3 separate regions of the Mus musculus genome follow, and all the other regions are linked to region 3. Evidence: chromatin contacts called from public promoter capture Hi-C data. All regions are on one chromosome and are shown on one strand. The core of a region is the stretch at or near the end of the contact, and the rest is flanking DNA. Distances in the headings are between cores, read along the strand shown. Region 1 holds the start of Ppp1r12b (protein phosphatase 1, regulatory subunit 12B). Region 2 holds the start of Syt2 (synaptotagmin II). Region 3 holds the start of Etnk2 (ethanolamine kinase 2).

Region 1 (4,495 bases), core at 588-3,087, 1.6 Mb before region 3:
CAAAAAGAACAGAGTCAAACCACGGGAAGTGGAAGCAGGAGGATCAGGATCTCACATTCATCTTTGACCAGCCTGAGTAAATGAGACTCCATCTCAAACCAAACAAAACAGAACATAGTCCCACAAGGTGTAACATTATTGGTCCCTGAAAATTTTATCCTACTTTAAAAGGTCTTACTAGAAGCCAGTCTATTGGCAAAGTAGGATGCAGCAGTGAAATGCAAAACTGAGTGGCTGTTGTTTACCAGGGCCGTGCTATTAAACCAGGGCAGGAGGGCTGCAAGAAGCTCACGGCTACATCATCTCTCCTAGTTTCTCTATGTGTTTGTATTTGAGGCAGTCTCCTTCTGCTGCTTTGGCTGGTCTCTCTCTCTCTCTCTCTCTCTCTCTCTCTCTCTCAAGATTTATTTTACTATATGTAAGTACACTGTAGCTGTCTTCAGACACACCAGAAGAGGGCATCAGATCTCATTACAGATGGTTGTGAGCTATCTGGTTCAAAGTCATCCTTTGCTGCATAGGCAGTTCCTGGCTGGCCTGGATGACGTGACACTTAGTCTCAATAAAACAAAAGCTTTTTAACAAGTAATGAGATTTTCTTGGTAATTTGTCGACATGTCAACCCATGTAGTTGCTGGGATTTGAAATCAGGACCTTCAGAGGAGCAGTCATTGCTCTTAACTGCTGAGCCATCTTGCCAGCCTGGTCTCAGACTCTTGATCCTCCAAGATAACAGGTGCGTGTCACCATGCCTGGTTCCTACGTTATCTTGGTATCAATATCTCTCTTATCAATTTGGCAGAGTTCTATTTGAGAACTTGGGTAATTTTAATTATTAATAAGAAGAGGTTCCATGTTGACAAATTACCAAGAAAATCTCATTACTTGTTAAAGAGCTTTTGTTTTATTGAGACTAAGTGTCACGTCGTCCAGGCCACCGGGAACTGCCTATGCAGCAAAGGATGACGTTGAATGTCTTGCCTTTTGTGGTTTGTTTTTCACAGGGGAATAGATTTGACAGGTTTCACTCTGTAGCCCAGGCTAACCTTGAACTCACAGTGTAGTCCAGGTTGCTCTAAAACTCCTGGCAACCTGGGTGCAGGGGTTACAGGTGTGAGTTGCCTGGCATTACTTATTTCTTCAACATTTGATTCCTAGTTTATTCCAATAGAAAATGAGCAACGGGCAAGTGTTCATTTGTTAGGAAATAATAAAAGTTCTTTTTTCTGATGACCTAATCGTGTTCACATTTTGTGTGTGTGTGTGTGTGAAATTTGTGAAATGAAAAATTTCAACAGTCAGGAATCTTTTTGGACCTGGAGTGAATGTCATATTGAAAATAATTTATGTAAAACTATAATACTGTATGTGTATGCATACTTTTCTCCATGCACGTTCATAACTAATACATGTTAATAAAACTAGATGTAAAAAAAAACAGGACATGAAATATCATCCTTCTGTTACTTCATGTTTAGTCTTCTTTTCTAGAAAATAAGGGTAATTACTGCTGCTTTTTCCACTCTTGAAGTGTTAAGTGACTATTAGGGAGGGAGTTCAGCTTAGTGATCGCAGCAATAAAAAAAACTACGATTCCCAAAATGCTTAGAGAAAGAGGATGCCACCGGTCTGGGAGACAGTTGCAGCTTCTTCCAGGCATAGGTGCTAGATTCCCCCTCGGAGGAGGGTGCAGCTTGTCCTTGACTGGTTTGTAATGCATCCAGGGATGTGTAGTTCCCGTAGGGCTCCAGTGCGCCCTCAGGGCAGGTCTCCTACTACAAGTCCCGTACTGACGCGGGGTTGGGCAGCGCGTGCGTGCTGAAGCTAAGGGAGCATGTGGGCGGTGCTACTAGCGGGAGGAGTAAAGATGGCGGCGCGGGGGCCTCCGCCTTCATTCCCTGGCTGAAGCCCTCCGAGGGAGGCGGCAGTGGCCACACAGGGCTACCAACAGTCTTGTGGTGGTACTTTTGGCAGCAGCTGCGGAAGCTCGAGCAATGGCGGAGCTGGAGCACCTGGGAGGGAAGCGAGCAGAGTCGGCGCGAGCGCGGCGGGCTGAGCAGCTGCGGCGCTGGCGAGGCTCGCTGACAGAGCAGGAGCCCGCGGAGCGACAGGGCGCGGGGCGCCAGCTGCAGACCAGACGCGGGAGCCCCAGGGTCCGCTTCGAAGACGGTGCGGTCTTTCTAGCTGCCTGCTCCAGCGGGGACACGGACGAGGTGAAAAAGCTTCTGGCAAGAGGTGCGGACATCAACACGGTCAACGTGGACGGCTTGACAGCCCTGCACCAGGTAGGACTTCTCTTTCTGTTGTGTGGGGTCTTTGACCTGCAAGCTTGTGACCCCGGTGAGTTGCCTCACCAAGAGTATATATAGTGTCACCGCAAAGCCCTCTTGCAAAGACCATGCCACTTCAGTCAACTCACATTCTTGGCCACCCTCTTCCACTCATAACCAGGGTGTGGGTCTTTACTTGAAGGACTGGTGTCACCCGGGTGACTGGTCAGTGTTTGTATTTCCCTCCACCTACTTGGGTTGTCATGGTGACTGATGATTTGGTCCTTGGTGTTATCTTTATAGATTAGTCATCTTTACTTCTCTCCTGTGCCTGTACCTCATGCCACTCACACTGTCATTAGCCTGCTCCCCTTTCAGAAAATTCAACTTTCTATTTGCGTGGCCTAGTTATTAAAATGTCTTAGGGTCAATTAAAGGGAAACCCCACTAGTGGATGGAGACAGGCAGCTTTTTTGAAACGCCACTTGTTTTGCTGATGTGTGATTTGTGTCTTCTCCAGGCCACCCTTAGAACACCCTTGACCTCATTGTTATGGGTGTCTCATTTTCTCTACAGCAGCACTACTTCAGTCAGGGACAGAATTATTTCTGTCTAGGACTTATGGAGTAGGCTTTCAACTTTATTTCTGAATCTGTCTGTAGAAATGGTAACCTTCGAAAAAAGAAATGACTATATATACGAGTTACAGGTAATCTGAGAGTTCTTGTGCTTAATAATAACGCCTTGATTTCTCTCACTTATGCAACAATATTCTCTGTATACTGACTGTCATAACTCCACCCTCTCTCCCCATTTGAACTTCGCCAGTTATTTTGGTGAGCTGAGACCTGGGCACCCACTCTTTTCTCTTCTCGTCTCTTCTCTTTCTTTCCTTCTCTCTTTTCTTTCTCTCTTTTCTTTCTTTCTTTTTTCCTTCCTTTTTCCTCTTCCTCTTCCTTCACCTCTCTTTTATTTTTATTTTATTTTATTTTATTTTATTTTTAAAAAACAACCACACAGATGCTCATGTAGTTCAGGTTGACTTAGAACTCTCCATGTAGCTGATCCATCTGCCTCTATGTCCCCAGTGCTGGGACTGCAAAGTCTGGGCAGTGCTGAGGATCAAGCCAGGCAAGAACTCTACCGACAGAGCTACATCCACAGCTCACAGCTCTCTTTCTTAGTTTTCCTTTGCTGTATGTGCAACCTGAATGAGTGCACATAAGATTCAACTTTTTGTCGGGTGGTGATGACCATGCCTTTAATCCCAGAACATCGGAGACAGAAGCAATCAGATCTCTGAGATTGAGGCCAGCCTGGTCTATAGAGTGAGTTCCAGGATGGACAGGGGAGAAACCTTTTTTGAGAAACCTTGTCTCAAAAAACCAACCAATCAAACAATAACACTCCCCCCAACCCTCAAAAACAAAACCACTTTTAAATAATAATTCAAGTTTACATTAAGCCCCTTCCTTAAATATACTTAGTTAATAGCTTAATATTGTTCTGATTGCTCTCTTCATATGGAAGAAAATTCTCCTCTCAGCCTGTTTTATTCAGGATCCCACCTAAAGTTTTATACATAGCAACCAGTTTTTATATAGTACTTTGCTGTTTAAGAATGATTTCCTGTGTCTTCTCTCATGTAATTTTGGTAGTGTTCCTCTGCAGTGGCTGTAGTTGGTAATAATGTGACTCCCATATACAGAGGGGGAAGGCGAAACTTCAGAAACTTTATATGTGTGAGATCCTAGGAAGGAGGAGAGTTACCTGTGGTATTGATTTTTCAGATTTCAAGCACAAAGCCCCTTAGCCCACCGAGTAAAGAACTGGGTATAGAATGTGGTAAGAGAACGACAGTCAACTTTAAATACGATTTAAACTAAATATTTGAACTCTTGGAAGGGTGACTTCTCCATACATGTGAGGAGCAGAGCTCAGCTGGGTGTCTTCATTCATTCTCCATCTTAATATTAAGTATTATTGTTATTTTTTAGTATAATATAGTATAACTTAGCAACAGCGTTTCTTTTACTATTTTTATTTTGATTAGTGTGTGTTTGTGTACATATGTGTATATGTGTATGCCATCATGTTTGTGTGGAGTTGAAAAGGACAACTTAGGGGGGCCACTTTTCTCCTTCCATCGCGGGTTCTGGAGATGGATCTAACTTAGTTGGCAGGCAGGCAGCAGGCAGCAGGCAGGCAGGCAGGCAGGCAGGCAG
Region 2 (4,501 bases), core at 350-2,849, 1.3 Mb before region 3:
GTGCAATGGGCTGGTATAGCTCCCACTAGAGAGCTTTCTACCAAGGAAGGATTCTTGAGGTAGCGGACAGCAGAGAAGACAGCATGACCTTGGGAGGCCTCTGAGTCTCCTGTCTATCCCAGGGACCCTCTTCCCCAGTGAAAATTATGTCCTGTGCAGAGGGTGGGCAGTTCTGGGCTAACAGTGGCCTGTCAGGCCTGGAGACTCTGTAAGGAACAGTGATGGAGGTAATAGACTGTAGGCCTCAGTCCACTTGGAAGGCTAAATAAGGAACTACATACTCAGGGGCTAGCCTTCTGTACCGTTTCCCCTTCAGTTGGGACAGGAGGTATCAGGATGGGAAAGACTCAGATCCTCGATGTGCCAAACCCCCATTTCCACGTCTGGAGACTAAGGCCTAGGAGAGTAAATGAGTTACTCAAGGTCAGCCAAAGGGGCAGAATGCCTTCTGATGCCCCCTGAGGTTCCAGGTTCTGAGTCTCACACTGTTGCCCTTCCAAGTGTGCACAGGGCTCTCTGCAGAGGCCAAGAATCAAAGGCAGTGAATTCCCAGGCACGGAACGCTTGGCAGACTTAGTCACGGACTCGGTTCACCGGACTGGACGGCCTTCCTCCTCCTCTTCCCCATCTCCCCACCATCACTCCTGTGTGGTGCACCACTCCCCTACATCAGACTGAGACTCCCAGAGGTACACCATTGGTCCAAGGTCACACAGCAAACCAGCAGAGCGCCACTGCCCACTCTCCCATCCGTGGCCGCTTGCCAGGATCCTTGAAAACCCCCATCCCTCCAATGCACAAAGCCACGGCACTGGTTGGAGAATGAAAAAGTTCTCGGGAGAGAACGGGGCACAAAACATGTCCGCAGATTCTGGTCTGGATAGACCAGGCCGAGGAGTGCCAGCACCCCCACTGCGCGCCACTCTGCGCCAGGGGGCTCCAAAGCTCCGAGCACATGGGATCCACCAACTCATTCTCACTGCAGCGGGGGCACGCAGGGTCCCCCACTCTCTCTCTCTCTCTCTCTCTCTCTCTCTCTCTCTCTCTCTCTCTCTCTCTCTGCACATGCTTCTCACCACACACCCACTGCATCCACCCTCCAGGGCACCTCTTCCTGGGATGAGCTGTGAGTGCCCTCGCTCCCTAGCTAGCTCCCTGTCCCAGTACAGAGCGCTATCCTGTGCTCAGCACTAGAACAGGTCTAGGTGGAGGGGTTCCTGGGATATTCAGGACATCTCCCCCGGGACAAAGAAGTGGATTTCGGGAGCCCGATCTCACCAAGGGCTGATCCTGCACTTAGTTTATGCCTCAGCAAGTGCTGAACCCTGAAAGTCATGGTCTCATTTGGTGATCCAGCCTCCCAGGGGTCCAACACCAGGCCCTGGAAAGCTGCTGGTGTCCTGGGTGTGGCCTCACTTGGGACTGCGGGACATGGGATGCCCTCGCAGGGCTCCCTGCCTGGGCTCCCTCTTACCCGGGGACGGTCCGGGAGCCGATTCGGCGTGGGCTGGTGCAGAAGGCAGCGGGAGTCTGCCGCCCCGAAGTCCAGGTCCCCTCTTCCCACTCCCGCGCCGGCCAGCGCTGCGGCTCTCCTCCCGCTCCCTCGCTCGCGCGCTCTGCAGTAGTAACAACCTGATCCGCTTCCCCCGCCCGCCAATTGAGATGCGCCTCACATCCGCCTGCACACGCGCGTGCGGCCCCTCGGAGGCGATCCCCGATCCAGATCCTGGATCTCGGGGAGCAGGGACCTGTCCTGGTAGCCCACACCCTGTTCTTGAGTCAGGACAGTCCGCGGAGGGTGGCTGAGAAGGGGCCGCCCCGGGAAGATGCTGCTTGGAGTCACCGGGCAGAGGGGTTTAGCCGCATGCGGTCATTTCAGAAGTTGCAGGCTGGGCGGCTCAGACCCCGGAACCGCATGGGGCTCCCCCCTGCCTCTGCGGAGAATCCCCACCACGCGCGCAGTGCCCTCCTACAACACTCCCCACCTGCCCCGCTTCTGCAAGCTTTTCCGGGAGCTTCTCGGCGCTCAAGAGTGGCTGGGGGAGGGGAATGAGAGAGGGGGACCTCCGCCTGACTGAACCGCAGGGGAGAGGAGAGAGGGGTGACGCGCTTCAGGGATACAGATTAAAGGCTTTCCTGAGTCAAGAGAAAAAAAGGGAGGGGGAACAAAAGGGGGACACCGAAGGGAGGAAAGGAGGGGAAGTGGTCCGGGGGCCACTGCACCAGGTCTCTGGAGGGTGGAGTCAGGACAGGGTGTGGGGTCTTTCCATAGGTAGCTATGGGAGGGGCGACGACACACGGAAGCTACCCGTAAAAGGGTTGTATCTTGGAGCCCTTCCTGCTTGCCCCAAATCTTGCTTTCTTCTTCTTGGGCAAGGGTTTCCACAAACCCTGAGTGGGGACACTGAGTAAGAGTGGCAGGGAGGCTTGAAACTATGGTGCCCCCTCATCCCCAGTGCCTTGGTCTGACCCTTGCGCCTCACCCTCGGTCCCCAACTCCCCTGCTGCTAAGACCTCAGCATCCCAGTCCCCAAGTGGAGTGTCCAGCTTACCCAGCCCAGCCCAGCCCACCTTTGCTCGTCTGGACTGGCTTGCTTGCTCCACCCTCTGCGGCAACACCTCTTTCTCTTTCCCTCCTGTTCTGTACACTCAAACAGGAATCAAGTTCAAGACCTGATGCAGGAAGTGATGAGGTGTGTGTGTGTGTGTGTGTGTGTGTGTGTGTGTGTGTGTGTTGTTGTTGTTGTTGTTGTTGTTGTTGTTGTTGTTGTTGTTGTTTTGTGTTTCCCATGGGCATACCTGGAAGAGACAGGAAATTACTAAACTACCATCAACCCCTTCTTCCTTCCCTCCCAGTCCTCACAGGCTGTAATGCTCCGGCAGGCAGCATGGCTGCTTTTTGTAGGGCTAGCGACTCAGTTTAGAATGGTGACTGCTTGCTGTAGGCCCGAGGCTACAGAAGAGCTGGTCTGGGGATTCCATGCAGCAGGGCTGGGCAGGAGCATGTCCCTGGACATCTGACAGGGGCTGCCCACAGTGCTGGGAAGGCTGTTCCCAGGTGTTCATTCTCCAGAGAGAAAGGGTGGCCTGGGGTCAAGAGCTCAAGGTCAGACTATAAGTAGTACTAGGAGTCTTCCCGTACCCATGCCTGCCCATGCCACCCCCAGATCTGAGAACTGCTCCCTGTGAGTGGGCAGGCTGAAGAAGTGTAAGGGGCCTGCTCCTCCACGGGGGTAACAGCACCCCTCTTTGATTTCCACCAATGAGGGAGGCTCAGTAGGTTGCATTCAGGTTAGACTGCAGGATTTCCTTTAGCTAAGCGTACCTAACAGCATCCTGCCTTAGGAGAACCCACACCTTCAGGATGGGAATGGGTAAATGTGATGATTCTCGGATGGATAAATGGGCACTACCACATGAATTGGAAGATGCCCTGGGCCTTCCTCAAAACTGCTGCCAGGCAGGAGGGTCTGAGGCAGAGATGGAGTCCGTCTATAAAGCTATGTCCACACTTTCTAGAAATACCTGTTATGTTCACAGACTGCCACCATGGGCCTGTCCCTTCCTGGGGTGGAGGGACAGTGGACTTCTATTGGTGGCATCTATGCAGATGGGGCAGGTCCTCTGAGAAAGGCATCTATAGTTGGCTCCCTTCCCTGGCAGGGGTGGTAACAATGAACCTTACAACTTTGATCTCTTAATCCATGTAGACCATCTCTGGAGGCTTCGGAGCAAGACAAGGCTATTTCAGGAGTCATGGTGGCTCAGAGGTGGGCCTTGTGATTCCGGATGCTGATCTTCCCTAATCCACATGGCCTGGGTACATATCTATACCTTCTCCCTCCTCCCTGTGCTCCTCCCATCCTTTTCCCACTCTCCAGTTTCAGCTGGTTCTGCCCTGGCCCACATCCCTGCTCAGATGTCTTCACTGCCCTGCAGGACCTGAAAGGACCATGCTCTGCCCTGTTCAGTACCTTTACACATGTTGCTCTCTCAGAGCAGGGCACGCTCTTTCCCCTCACAGTCTCACCATGTAGGCCACACCTCCAGCAGCTAGCCTCAGTGCCCTGCCCCTCCCCTTGTCCTTACCTGTTTCCATCCCCTTTATTCTGTCTTCTCCACAGGAGGCCTTCCTGTTGAGTCTGGCCTCCAGGCACAGAAAATCCTCAGCAAGTGTAGCCTTGAGGCTGAGTATCCAATGCCAAGACTGCCACACACCCATGACTGGACTTGACAGTGAAACCACTCCTAGCATCTTTCTCACCAGCAACATAGGAGTTTCACTATCAAACAGGGTTATTCGCCTAAGGATTGAGGGATGGGAGGTGTGAGGGAATTTAGGCAAGCTGTATAGGTGCTCACTCCCGCTGGTGAAGGAATCAAGCCATCCTCTGCCTTCAGCTTCTCCCTGGGCCACAAACTCCTCAGCTGCCATCACAGGCCACTTAGTGGCTCTTGAGTCCCTGACTTCTGCTCTAGACTTCCTGGGGAAAGTAGACTG
Region 3 (4,778 bases), core at 1,614-4,113:
GAGGCTAGTCCAGCCTGCTAAAGTTGAGTTCGTTCATCCTGCATAGGCTCGTTGGTCTTCACACTTTTCTGTCTTTGCAAAAGATGGGAGGAAAGCTGGTCAAGGTGTCATACACCTTTAATCCCAGCATTTGGGAGGCAGAGGCAAGTGGGTCTCTTAGAGTTTAAAGCCAACCTGGTCTACATATCAAATTCCGGGACAGCCATTGCTACATTGGAAGGCTCTGACTCCAATAAACATAAAATAAATAAAAAAGAAAGACAGGCAGGGTAGAAAGCCTGTGTGCCTTCAGAATTTGGCTCAGACGTCATTCCCGGGGCTTCTGAACATTTCCACGGCAGACAAGTGGACAGAGGTTTGAGAAATGGGGTGGGGTGGGGTGCGGTAACAACCTGGTCTCTGCTGTGTTCCCCTGGAACTCAACCCTCTAGTGGATACCCCTGTAAGCCTATAGAATGGTGTAGCCTCTGAGTAGCATATATTAACAAATATTTTCAATGCAATGGCGGGCCTTATGACTCTCTTCATTGTTCACAGCCAAGACCATCAAAACCACAGCCTCTGAGAAAATGATGTATAATGCCCTGTTCCCTCCTCACCTGAAGAGCTGGGGCTCTCGGATGTGTTCAGGTCCCAGGGCCACACCCTGCACATACTCGTAGCACAGCCCGTTCTGAAAGGTACAGTAGAGTTTGGGGGCGCAGCCGTGTGCTCGCAGCAGTTGGAAGTTTCTGACCTCATTCTCCCGGTCCACCAGCAACTCCGTGCGCTCCCCATACACCCGGACCAACACGCAGTCCCGCATGTCCTCCTCCACATAGCAGGCCAATAGCTTGTTGGTGATGCCGTCTTTGAAGCGCTAGCATGGGGAGAGGACAGCCATGGGTGGGAGGGTGCGGCATGGTCCTCCGCTCTCTTCCCAGAGCTTCAGTCAAAACAGAATTCGTTCACTGGAATGCTGAACATAACCCCACGCCAGCTAGTACTAAACTGTGCCTTGGAATAAAGGGACACTCATGGTGGTGGATGGGAAGGAGCAGCCACACTGAGTCCAGGCACACTCACTCAGCCTAGCTGCGCGTCCAGGCCATGCTATCTAGCACAGTGGCCACGTCTGCACTAGGCGCTGGAGAGAGGCCCTCCCCTCCTTTCTCCATCCTGGCCCTGAAAGAACCCCACTGCAGGCAAGAATGTAGCCAGGGAGGGCTAGAAATTGCCCAGACAGACACCCTGATCAGCTGCCTCTCATTAAGGCAGGCAAGGGCTCTCAGAGCTGTATCTCCTGCTCTATCCAGTGGCAGAGAGACAAGGAGGGTACTGAAGTTGGCACTCTTCCCAGGGCTTTGGTGGCCAGAGGTCCTTGAATCTCTGAATTCCACACCAGGAGGAACAGGAGACAATATGAGTGGGAGCCCAGACTCTCTGGGCAGGGTGATAAGGAGGGAGGAACCCTGAACTAAAGGTTTATGGGCGCTATGGGGCAGAGCTGGATGGGACTTCAGGGGACCCACCCCTTCTAGGTGAGACGACAGGCCTAGTGGGGGTCCAGATTAGCATCTGGTATGCAGTGCTGGGTTTAATCTCAAATATGGCTTGATGCCTTCACTGTCTGTTCCTGACCAGGTCTTCTGAAAATGTTACCACATTCAGCCCAGATTCTCCTTAGAGCTGCCCCTTCCATACTCAGAAGGCCAATGACATGGGGCCCGAACCCTCCAAAGCAGGCTGTCAGGGGTGTAGGGCTGGGTAGGTTTTTAAGAGAATGCAGGACAGCGAGGGAGGGAGTAAGCTAGGGGCTCGCAGTGGGCAGTTCTGCCCACAGGTGTGTGTGTGGGACAAAGTATTCAGCTGAGGTGGGAAGAAAATGGAGTGGGGGTCAAAAGGGGCGTTGCTCAGAGCTAGCCTGAGGCCACGTGAAGAAGGTCTCAGGGCTTAGCTGGAATTCTGAATTGCACAGGGCTGGCTCCTGGGGCCACAAGGAATGCTCAGATCCCCGAGGCTTGGATCTCAAGTTAGGGCGAAGGAACAGCATGGGTGTAGGGGGAGGTTTCCTTAAAAGTTCGTGCTTCCTCGGGTTGTCAGAGTGGCTGGGTAGCACTTCTGAGCAACTAGGGGACAAGCACGCAGCGACAGGGGGTGGGGCTGCACGCGCAGCACGCTGACAGTGGGCAGGTGGACCTCCGGCGGCAGGAGCAGGCGAATGGGGAGGGTCCAGGGAAGCGTGAGCCCAGCTTTGCATAGGGATCAAAGAGAAATGGAGAGTTACACACATATTCAAACCACGGTCCAAAACATCTCCTGCGCAACAGCCGCAAAACCCTGGAACCCGCACTTGGAGGATGCACTGACGGGCGTCCACGCAGCCCCTCTGCAGCCCGGCAGCGCCCCATCCCCGGCCTCACGCCCTCTCGGCTACCTTGGTCCGAACTTGTTCGGGCTTCCAGTGCGGCCGCAGCTCCCGAATGAGGCGCAGGGCACCGGGGAGGATGTCGTCCTGTTCCACCGTGACGCTGAAGCATGGGACGGCGGCCCTCGGGGGCCCTGGAGGCTCCCAGCAGCCGGCGCTGGCCACCGCCTTCTCCTCCATGCTCCATGAGCACTGCGGGCAAGGCTCCTGCCTCCGCAGGTAAAAGGGCGAGCACGGCACTGGAGCTGAAGGGGGCACAGCCATTCCCAGCAGCCCCACCCCCTCGGAGCCGCCGCGCCCGCGTTAGCCCCTACGGGGGGGCCCTGAGAGAGAGTGGGAGTGGTCGAGGAGGGGCCAGGGGAAGTCCATGACTCATGAGCGAGCTGCCTGTTCCAATCTCCGGCGATGCAACCGAGCAACACAGCTGGCCGGGAATCGCCAAGGTCCGCCGCGACAGTGACATCATGGGTCGCAGTAACGCCCCTTGCCCGCCCCGCCCCCGCCTCCGGGCGAGTGCAGCCCGCCATCTCCCGTTGCTGGCTCCACCGCTACCTGGAGCTCTGGGTGGGGGATGCCCCGCCTTAATGACGCAAAGGGCGGAGCCTCCCCAGGCCCCGCCCCAGATCCCTGCTCCAGTATCCTAGTACTGGTTGACCAGTTTCCCACTGGAGCCCACAGCTAAAGAGCTCTTTTCCGGGTAGTCTAGGGTAAGGGGCTGGGGCTAAGGAGGGAAGAGCTTGTCTTTGTCCCAACCTCATCCTGGAACGTGGAGATCGGATGCTCCTATAGTGTGGGCTTCGGCTTGCCATTAAATCTCTTGGGAAAGGTTGGGCTGCGTTTCTAAGGCCTTCTAGGCATCATTCAGCACCACACACACACACACACACACACACACACACCTTCGATGGAGAACAGCATGGTGATGGTTCAGGGTGAGTGTCCCATAGGCAGACTGGACTCTGATAGAATGTTCCAGGGTACTTTTATGAGTGTACAAGCACATTGTAAGCCAGGACTTTGAGCAAGACTGAGTTTGGCTCACTAAATAATCCTTAAGCCTTCCTCCCTGTCCTGCAAGGCTGACTGGGCATAGATAGTGGTCGCACAGGTGCCCGGAGCTCAGTGTTTTGTTGAGCAAAGAGGTGATCAAAGGCCATAGTACAACCTAGGGATCTATGTGTATGTAGCATGACAAGGGGAAGGGATAAGTCCCCTGGCAGACTTACTGTACAGAGAAGACACATGGAAAGAGGCCAGGCCAGCCCTTGGAAAGCCCGTCCCTTAGTCATATATTCCCCTGGTCACTTCCAGAGTGAGACCAGTTAGCTGCCAGCTCTCTAGCATAGAGAGACCTGGGCTTGCCTTGGGACCTCATTTCTTATCACCTCATACTGCCCTACTTGAAAAATGCCTACAAAATAGATGTGTTTCTGTGTCCCCAAGGTTGTCCCTCCGACCTACTCAGGAACATCTCCACCACGAGGCCTTTTGGTTCTTGCTGCTTTGCACCCAGGTCTTCTGGTCCAGTTTCTGTGCTGGTGCCTCTTGCAGGGGCCACTAGCCTCACGTGGCTACTCAGCCCTTGAAATGTGGCCAGTGTGACATTTTGTGTAACTTTAATCTTTATACGCATACAAACAACAGCATGCAGCCACTGTACTGGACATTGTAGCAGATGGTAGGGAGGGACCACCTACTTGAGGTCATGATGTCCCAGGATGCCAGAACTGGAAAGGACATTGCCTCCAGCTCTTTCTTTTGCAATAGGCAAAGCAAACCTTGCGGCACAAGGGAACACAATCAGTGGGAGTCCAGACTCGCTTTCTCAGCTCTGTGCCAGCACCCTGAAAGCAGCTCCCGCTATACAAATATCACCTCAGAGAAGCCCTGGGTCCTTAACCTTAGGAGAGTGAAATCCTACAGATACCAAGCGCTTGGTTGGGACACTCAGTACCTTGCTTTTGGGGGAGGAGGGGTCAAAGAGGGATGAGGGAATACAGGTTGATGCCTGCTTTCTTATCCCCTAAGCTATACACTCTTCATGGGCAGTCTGAGGGGTGAGTGGAAAAAGAGTCCTCTACCAGCCCATTGTGGGTGGTGCCTCCCCTGGGCTGGTGGTCCTGGGTTCTGTAAGAAAGCAGGCTGAACAAAACCTGTGGAGCTTAGGCCTGGAGGTGGAAGACAGCCCGTGTGTGCACCTGACCCAAAGCAAGGTGTTTGGAGCTCTGTCCCTGTGCCAGCACTGCGCATGTGGGACTGAGGTGAGAGCCCCGCCCCCAGGGGCTGTGTCATTTGGGTTGGATTCTCTCGGATAGTTTTTCAGGTTCCTTCTCCGCTTGATTCTTCACCGAGTGATCTTGGGCAAATTAGC

The links. Promoter capture Hi-C pulls out the DNA fragments that hold promoters and counts their contacts. Capture Hi-C pulls out chosen DNA fragments and counts their contacts.
Region 1: a promoter capture Hi-C map of second pharyngeal arch cranial neural crest shows a contact between it and region 3. The contact joins the promoter of Ppp1r12b here to the promoter of Etnk2 in region 3. A contact is called at or near these places in 2 of 39 promoter capture datasets (pre-B cells and second pharyngeal arch cranial neural crest).
Region 2: a contact with region 3 is called in a promoter capture Hi-C map of liver, with 2.6 times the contacts expected there. The contact joins the promoter of Syt2 here to the promoter of Etnk2 in region 3. A contact is called at or near these places in 1 of 39 promoter capture datasets (cranial neural crest) and 1 of 9 other capture datasets (liver).

Annotation. Positions count from the first base shown.
Region 1 is chr1:134,953,282-134,957,776 of GRCm38.p6, reverse strand. It overlaps Ppp1r12b (protein phosphatase 1, regulatory subunit 12B), which reads left to right and starts at 1,837. Exons shown (of 24, transcript NM_001368827.1): 1 at 1,837-2,285. The coding sequence starts at 1,995.
Region 2 is chr1:134,706,398-134,710,898 of GRCm38.p6, reverse strand. It overlaps Syt2 (synaptotagmin II), which reads right to left and starts at 1,599. Exons shown (of 9, transcript NM_001355726.1): 1 at 1,475-1,599.
Region 3 is chr1:133,361,657-133,366,434 of GRCm38.p6, reverse strand. It overlaps Etnk2 (ethanolamine kinase 2), which reads right to left and starts at 2,863. Exons shown (of 8, transcript NM_175443.5): 1 at 2,417-2,863; 2 at 600-859. The coding sequence starts at 2,671.